Regions from separate parts of the Mus musculus genome. Here all the other regions are linked to region 3. The links are chromatin contacts, called in public HiChIP or PLAC-seq and promoter capture Hi-C maps. All regions are on one chromosome and are shown on one strand. The core of a region is the stretch at or near the end of the contact, and the rest is flanking DNA. Distances in the headings are between cores, read along the strand shown. Region 1 holds the start of Mien1 (migration and invasion enhancer 1). Region 2 holds the start of Ppp1r1b (protein phosphatase 1, regulatory inhibitor subunit 1B). Region 3 holds the start of Csf3 (colony stimulating factor 3 (granulocyte)).

Region 1 (2,700 bases), core at 126-2,625, 260 kb before region 3:
CCCACCCACTAGGTGTTAGTCCCACCCACTAGGTGTTAGCAGGGCCAGACTGACCTGTGTGCCCCCCGCACAGGCTGGACATAAACACACGCCAGTTGACACAAGCATTTGTAATTACTCTTTATTGCCAAGAGCCGACACTGCCCAGGATTCAGGGAAAATAAGTTATAGCAACCGTGGCATCTGAAAGGTATTGCCACGCTGGGGAGAGGACCAAACTGCAGAGGGCACAGATCCCGGGAGAGCGATGGTGATGTTCACAGAGAACATCTCTTTTCTGCCTTTGGCCACAGAAATGTCTAGTCCCTCCTTGTGCCCTAAGAGGCAAAGTGAAGTCAGGGTCTTAGTTACCTAGGGCCAAGTGAGGGGCTAAAGGTAGAGGGATTCCTAGCGTAACCACAAGGAAAGGTTTAAACCCCAGAACCAAGCTTCCAAGAATCATTTCTTAGTCACAGGATGACACAGGGAGGCCGGCTGTTGGTGATCTTTTCTACAGGTTCTCCATTGCTGGCTCTTCGGATGGCTTCCATGAGCTAGCGGACAGAGACATGGGCGAGTGTCATGCACAGGAGAGGAGGGTGTGTCTCGTCTCAGCCACCCTCCCGAGGTACATTAAATACTCACGTCTTTCTCATAAGGAAACCCTCCATTCTCCAGCTTGGAGAACACCAGCTGTCCATTGATCTCAATCTCGAAGGCCCCTGGTAGGAAATAAATGCAAGAACGAACTAAGAACAACAGGCAGAAGTTCAGGGAGGTCCTTGGCACCACCTCGAGTCCAAGCAAGACTGTTCATGGCCTCGGCAGACACCGATCCTGAAGCCATTCAGCCCCAAACCCCAAAGTCCTCACCCGTGCGTCTTTCCAATACGCCATTAAGAGTTCCTTCACTCCAAACCCACAGTAGGCATTTTTGCTATGTGTCAGACCCTACTAGGGGCTTTATATACAACAGCCAATGTCAGCTCTAGAATGTAGGGAGAGCTGGAGTTTTATCACATGGACTGACTCAGCAGGTGCTCTGCGGACCTCACCTGTCCCCCCGAGTCGCGACTCAATCTCAATGCCCGGATACTCCTCCTTCACAGCGCTCGCCAGCTCCAGGTAGGTCGCCTCAAAGCCGCAGGGTTTACTGGGGAGAAGAGACGTGGAGTGAGCTGGGGTTCCGGGGGTGGGGCCTCCCGTGGATCCACCCCCATCTTGCGGGCGAGCACAAGAGGCTCCTTTTCAACCCGAGTGGCTTACCAGTACTCCACCACGATGTGGACTCCACTGCCTGCTTCCACCTCCCCGGGAGGGGGCACTACGGACACCGGCGCTGGCTCCCCACTCATTGCTGCCCGCTCCGCTGCAGGGCTGCTTCCGGGTGTGACGCCACGCCAAAGTCACGTGGGGGGCGTGTCCGTGGGCGTGTCCGGACCTCGCTTTGCGTCGGGGCGCCCTCTGCCGTCAGCAGGTACTGCTACATCTTGATCCAGCTGCAGAGCGAATATCCTGGACCAGCACTGATCCTGGGTTCTGAGAGCTCATTGGCATCCAATGCTCACAGTCATGGATTTGCTTACTAACGAACTGCCTGTGATCACAAAGCTATTTTCCATTTACAAAAGACAGAGAAAATGGGGCAGGCGGCCGAGGTAGCTGATGGTCTGTGATTGGTGTTGCTATTTACCTCTCGAACGATGATAGCGTTTGAAACCACACCATACTGCTTTTCTTTCGAGTTCTTTTTTTTTTAACTTTTAAGAATATTTTAATTACGTATATATGTGTATAAGTGTGAATTTATGCATGCGAGGGCATCTTTAAAACTTACTACATTTATTTATTAATTTGTGGACGAGTGTGTATTGGAGGTGGGGGCCATGCCATAGCATGCTTTTGAAGGTCAGAGTACAGCAACTTTCGGCCTCCTCCATCTTATCATGTGGGTCCCAGGGATTGAACTCAGAGTATCAGATTCTGTCTCAAAGGTCTGTCTCTTACAGGTCAAGCGTCTTCATCAGCCCAGAACTCTAGTTCTTTTGACTCTGAAGTGCTGACCCCCACTTTATGCACACTCCTCATCCCTGCCTCTTGCTAGAGGGCTAGTGTCATTGAACTCAGTTTGTAATTCTGGAACTGCAGCCTGGGTCCTCCCTGTCTCTTCCTTCCCTGAAGCACCACTACAGTATCGTAACAAGTCACCCATTCTGGTGTCCCTTGAAACTGTTCATTGTTGGGTCGGTCTGTGTTTGCTGAGTTCTGACGTCATCCCATCTAGTTATAGGATATTTCAATGGATCTAAGAAGGCCTTTCCTGTTTGCTTGCAGCTTCCAACTCCAGCCCCAAGCAATCGCTGCTCTGCTCTCTAAACTTTTCTGGACATTTCACATAAATGGACTCTTGCAGCATGTGACGTTTGCTCTGTTGTATCAGAGCAAGCCTCCATCCAGTGCTGTGTCCCAGGCGTTCCTTTCTATTGATGAATACTATTTCATTCTGTTGTATAGAAAAAGCACAGATTATTTGTCTATTAACATTAATCTGGGTTTCTTTGGGTTGTTTGTTTTGAGTAAATGTCTTGTAGATGCCTTTGTATGGATGTGTTGCCATTTCTCTTAAGTTCCTTAGAGTAAAATTAAAACTACTGGGCTGCGAGAAATTTATATTTAACTCTTTATGGATTGCCTACCTGCTTTTGTTTTTGTTTTTTGTTT
Region 2 (2,700 bases), core at 38-2,537, 350 kb before region 3:
CCACACCCCATCTGGAAGAGGGGTCCTGGGCCAAGCTAGGAACTGGCAGAGATGCCCATGTCCAGGGACAGCACCCCAGAAAATATGTAAGTCAACAAACTGTGGCCAGGCCTAGGCTGGAGGACATGGAGCCTGTCCACCAGAACATCCTATTCCCAAGAGCAAAGCTTGGCCCCTGATGCGCTCTCTCTCTCTCTCTCTCTCTCTCTCTCTCTCTCTCTCTCTCTCTCTCTCTCTCTCTCTTCCCCCAGAGGGCACTGAGTCTGGGGCAGAACAGCATGCCCCTGACCTCATTTCCATAAGACTCCATTGGCCTCTCAGTCTACCCCTGGGGCCAGAGTGCCCGGCTAGGAGTGGAAAAGTTGCCTGTGGAGTTACGGGTGTGGTGGGGAGGGCTCCTGCTGTTCCTGGCCTAAGAGTGACCAGAAGAGAGGACAGCCAACACAAACAGAACCCCAGGAGGGCACAGACAGGCACAGGTCCACACACACACCCCTTCTGGGCACTACAGAGAGGCACTCAGTCCTCGCCAGCCTCAGAGAGGGTAGTGCCAGCTCCTGCGGAGAGACTCAAGGGCTTGGACAGATAAACAAGGGTACTTAACCCACAAAGTAGCCCCTCTTCTCCATCACACACACACACACACACACACACACACACCTCTGTAGAAGAGACTGGCACCTCAGAATGATCACACACCCCCAGCTCTGTTCCCCAACGCACCAAGCCCACACATGTGATAGCACGTGTACGGGGAAGGCAGCCCCCCAACCCTGCCCCTGGGCTGATTCTGTCCCCTCCCCCAGTAGCTGCGGAGAAAAGGCAAGAGACACGTGAATGCTGGGTACATTGTGGCAGGGACTCATTCCCCCCCCCCCCCGGAATTTGCTCTCACATTCACAGCCTCAAGCCCCTCTCCTGCATACCACCCCCCCCCCCGCAAGCTGGCACCCGCCTGCCCATCACCTTGACAGTCTCTGACATCCTCCTCCACACCCACACCCTCCCCCGCACACACGCAGTCCTCCCACACGCTGCCACTCACACCCGCATCTTTGACACTCTGACACACTTACATAGACTCACACGCTCACACCGCACCGACCCCCACCCTCCCCAGCTACAGCACTCCAGGCCTCTAGCATTCACTTGCACATACTCCCTACCACGATGATGACTGACAGGTGTCCTCCCACGCACACCTCTCTCACACTCGCTTTCTAGGACACCCCCATTCACAGCGTGACATGCTGGCACTCTCTTCTCGACCTCACGGGCCTCCCTTAAAAGTCCACGTCCCGAGGGGGGGTGGGCGAAGAGGTTAAAGCCAGAGTCCCGGCTGCAGCTGCCCCTGCCCCCTCCCCTTAGCGTCACCGCTGGACTTCATTAATAATACAACGCCGAGTTCTGGGGATACTGCAGGGGGCCCCCGGGCCGCTCCCCTAGCCCTGGCTCCCACTCCGCACCCTCCTCCCAGCCCGGGAGAACACGCTTCTCGATGCTCATTGGCCGCTTTCCCCTAAGCCCTCCCTCCAAACGCCTGGGCGCCAGTCCCTGGCAGAGAGGACGGGCTGGGACCCCAGGGTTGGGACCTGTGGGGTGCAGCCAGTAGCGGCAGAGGCGCGGAGAGGAAGAAGGCAGAGTGGGGGATAGACAGAAGCTGGTAGAGCAAGGCCGAGGGCAGCCCGCCGAGATAGCTCAGGCCGGCAGCCAGAGCCCCGCGCCCCAAACCGGTGGCGCGCAGCTAAGGCGCGGGGATCCTGAGCTCTGACCTGGGGACGCTGAGCCCGGCGCTGCAGGCGAGCCCCGCTGTTCAGTCCTCCCGACCGTCGCGCGTTCTCCTCGTGGAGCGCGGGATTTTCCTGGGTGCGGGGACAGTGCTCCTCCTCCTCCTCCGCGCAGCACGCGCCACCCGCAGCTCCGGACAGCCGAGCAGGGCTCAGCCAGACACCCCAAGAACGCTCAGCCGCCCGCCATGGACCCCAAGGACCGCAAGAAGATTCAGTTCTCTGTGCCCGCGCCCCCGAGCCAGCTCGACCCCCGACAGGTGGAGATGGTAAGGGGGCCGCGCCCCATCCACGTATCACCCCCAACACATATTCCCCCACCCCAGCACAGTCCGTCCCGTCCCATGTTGGATCCAGCCTGGACTGCAATGGGGCGCCCCACAGGACTGGAAGTTCGCCGGAGACTCCTAGCAACTTTTCTCCGGACCTTTAAGCCTATCTTGGGCGGGAGAATTCCTGCAGTGAGCGTCCGGAGACTATCAATCAGTTCTCGGGACTGCCCTTTTGGCTCTTATATAGCCCCGCTAGGCTAGTCATTTATTCCCCGCAGAGACCCCATCACCCTGGTGGTATCCCATGGACAGATACAAACAGCTCTGGCGTCTGAGGCTGTCACTTCAACCACTCATGGTCTAGAGGGCCACAGTCTCACCCTATAGGCCTAGTTGTTGGTGGTGGTGGGGTGTCCCCAGAACGTTATTCTGACTACTCTCTGCTCTCAAGACCTGGAACTGCAACCCCAGGGAGTGAGCTGACATCTCTTCCTTGAGGGTTGGGAGACCTACAAAGGTGTGAGGGAGAGTGTCGGAGGCAGAGGTCTGTTCTCCTCGACCTAGCAAGGACACTTGTTGCTGAGATGCCAATGGCTCTGAAGAGGGAGAGCAGTAAAAAGTGGGCAAAGCATGTCTTGGTC
Region 3 (2,700 bases), core at 38-2,537:
CAAGCAGAGGCTATGTAGTTAATGTCCATGACATCTGTGGCCACCAGAGGGCACCCTAGCCCCAGAGTTGGCCCCACCCCATCAGGTATGCCTCAACATCAAAAAATGTCTATATTCCTTGGCCCCACCTTGGTGGGGGTGAAATAGTTCAGAAAGTACCAGATCGAGATGCCATCAGTCAGACAAGGAATGCCGTCCTCCTTTTTAGGTAGTAATACCCTGTTGGGACTGAGAGCGACTGGGATGTCCCTCCATCCCTACTACCCATGATTGGGCAAGGCATTTCCCTTTCTGGCCCAGTTCACAGAGGTGAAATCACCAAGGTCTCTTTCAGAGCTAACACTGGGCAGAGTTCTAGGATGGGAGATGCAGCTCCTCCTTTCTCACCTCAGCATGCATCGACTCAAGCCAGCTCACACCACTGCTACATAATGAGCAGAGATCGTCGGGACACTCCATGACCCAGCCTCCGACGCCCTCCAGATGCCCCAGACTCCACGACATCGAGGTAATGTGCCAAGGGAAGCAGAAAGGCAAGGTCAGGTGAGCCAGGAGCCCCAGAGGGTCTTGATTCATTCAAGACAGACATCCGGTTTCCTCTGGCCTCTCTGCCAGGATCCAGGGGCTTAAAGAAATGAGTCATAATGGGGGGTATTGGGGAGTTCCCAGCTAATCAGCCTGGGACAGAACGGCCTGAATGCTGGACCAATTTATTTTTATCCAAATGTGGGGCAGGCGTAGACAGCAAGACCCTACCTAGGGTGCTGTGGAGGGCTCCCAGAAAAGCAGGAGGCAGCCACCAGGAAGCTTATGGGTCTGAAAAGAGGACAGGTTCTTTCTTCTCTCGGGATGTTTGTCCCAGGTATAGGTGACTTGAGAATCACAAATGAAGGGCAGAGGGGGCTCCCCAAGCACGTCTGCCAGAGGATGGAGAGACAGAAGCAGTCTTGATCTGAGCACCCATTCTTCCCCAGGGTCTGAGTTCCTTGCTATCCCCTCCAGGGTTTCACCAGCCTTGTTGGACAACTCGGATCCAGATCCAACACCCTGCAGCGATTCAGGCCTGGGTGTGGCTGGAAGAGAGGAAGAGAGTTTGAGGGGGGGACAAGACGTCAAGGAAGGAACAGAGATTCCCCGATTTCACAAAAACTTTCGCAAACAGCTTTTCCCCAACCCCCTGCATTGTCCTGAGCTATCATCAAATTTGCATAAATCCTGGGAAGTTATTACTAAGCCTGAGTTGCCCCAGCCCCAGGTAATTTCCTCCCGGGGCCTTGATGGCTTTATGTATAAAGGCCCCCTGGAGCTGGGCCCTGGCAGAGCCCAGAGCTGCAGCCCAGATCACCCAGAATCCATGGCTCAACTTTCTGCCCAGAGGCGCATGAAGCTAATGGGTGAGTGCCCTGGTTACCTGCCCTGGGTGTGGAATGGAGAGAGGCCGGATAACAAGTGCCTCAGACCCGTCTGTTTGCTCCTAGCCCTGCAGCTGCTGCTGTGGCAAAGTGCACTATGGTCAGGACGAGAGGCCGTTCCCCTGGTCACTGTCAGCGCTCTGCCACCATCCCTGCCTCTGCCCCGAAGCTTCCTGCTTAAGTCCCTGGAGCAAGTGAGGAAGATCCAGGCCAGCGGCTCGGTGCTGCTGGAGCAGTTGGTGAGTGGGGTTGCCATAGGTGTGGAGGGAAGGACTTGGGGGGGGTAGCGGGGGAGGCAGGAGCACAAATGAGAAGAGGGCAGACTAGGAACACACAGCAGTTGACAGTGTTTGCCCAGTGTGCACAAGAGCCTAGATGGCACCCTCAGAATACTGACAGAAACATTGAGGAAGGGAACATGGGGGGAGAAGGGCACAGGAAAGAGAATGAGTAGAGACAGCAGTGGGACCTCTGGATGGGACAGTCCTTAGGGTCACTAGGAAGGTAGGGAGCTGAGAAGCCAGGAGGACCTGAGCTGGACAAAGAGCCTGGCCCAGGTGAGCACCCTCAGTATCCTTCCATCTACAGTGTGCCACCTACAAGCTGTGTCACCCCGAGGAGCTGGTGTTGCTGGGCCACTCTCTGGGGATCCCGAAGGCTTCCCTGAGTGGCTGCTCTAGCCAGGCCCTGCAGCAGGTGAGTATTTTCGGAAAAAGGAGGACCAGGAGGAGAAGGGGGAGGAGGGGGAGGAGGAGAAAGAGGGAGAGGAGGGGGAGAAGGGGGAGGAGGAGGGGGAGGAGGAAGAAGAGGGGGAGGAGGGGGAGGAGAAGGAGGGGAAGAAGGAGGAGGAGGGGGAGAAGGAAGGACTACATCCTACTATTTGGGCTCCTGAAGAGAGCAAGCATCCCAAGATGTACTGCCTAACCCTGCTATCTTCCCCAGACACAGTGCCTAAGCCAGCTCCACAGTGGGCTCTGCCTCTACCAAGGTCTCCTGCAGGCTCTATCGGGTATTTCCCCTGCCCTGGCCCCCACCTTGGACTTGCTTCAGCTGGATGTTGCCAACTTTGCCACCACCATCTGGCAGCAGGTGAGTACCATCTGGAGGGGGTCATGGCAGCACACCTGGGCACCCTGGAAGCTCTCTATATTTTCAGAGGCCTGTTTTTTGGGAAGACACCCCTCGCCCCCTACCCCGCTTCCTCCAGGCTGAGAGACAGACAGACTCTGTCCAGAGACAGACTGGGTTGGAGTCTTGGTCCTACCGTTAACGTTTAATGAGCCCCACA

The links. Promoter capture Hi-C pulls out the DNA fragments that hold promoters and counts their contacts. HiChIP or PLAC-seq counts read pairs in DNA pulled down with a chosen protein or histone mark.
Region 1: a contact with region 3 is called in an H3K27ac HiChIP or PLAC-seq map of embryonic stem cells, with 2.4 times the contacts expected there. The contact joins the promoter of Mien1 here to the promoter of Csf3 in region 3. A contact is called at or near these places in 4 of 39 promoter capture datasets (embryonic stem cells, hippocampal neurons, liver and 1 more), 2 of 115 datasets of contacts at active chromatin or transcription factors (embryonic stem cells and pancreatic cancer cells) and 1 of 9 other capture datasets (liver).
Region 2: a promoter capture Hi-C map of liver shows a contact between it and region 3, with 2.1 times the contacts expected there. The contact joins the promoter of Ppp1r1b here to the promoter of Csf3 in region 3. A contact is called at or near these places in 3 of 39 promoter capture datasets (cranial neural crest, hippocampal neurons and liver), 1 of 484 Hi-C or Micro-C datasets (embryonic stem cells), 2 of 115 datasets of contacts at active chromatin or transcription factors (double positive thymocytes and pancreatic cancer cells) and 1 of 9 other capture datasets (embryonic stem cells).

What each region holds. Positions count from the first base shown.
Region 1 is chr11:98,437,613-98,440,312 of GRCm38.p6, forward strand. It overlaps Mien1 (migration and invasion enhancer 1), which reads right to left and starts at 1,376. Exons shown (of 4, transcript NM_025559.2): 1 at 1,246-1,376; 2 at 1,035-1,132; 3 at 625-701; 4 at 96-533. The coding sequence starts at 1,334. The coding sequence ends at 450. It overlaps Erbb2 (erb-b2 receptor tyrosine kinase 2), which reads left to right. Exons shown (of 27, transcript NM_001003817.1): 27 at 1-104.
Region 2 is chr11:98,347,119-98,349,818 of GRCm38.p6, forward strand. Ppp1r1b (protein phosphatase 1, regulatory inhibitor subunit 1B) reads left to right here and starts at 1,288. Exons shown (of 7, transcript NM_144828.2): 1 at 1,288-2,056. The coding sequence starts at 1,976.
Region 3 is chr11:98,700,026-98,702,725 of GRCm38.p6, forward strand. Csf3 (colony stimulating factor 3 (granulocyte)) reads left to right here and starts at 1,288. Exons shown (of 5, transcript NM_009971.1): 1 at 1,288-1,394; 2 at 1,479-1,651; 3 at 2,001-2,108; 4 at 2,355-2,501. The coding sequence starts at 1,355. It overlaps Gm38985 (a long non-coding RNA gene), which reads right to left and starts at 1,485. Exons shown (of 3, transcript XR_001780319.2): 1 at 1,412-1,485; 2 at 388-1,073.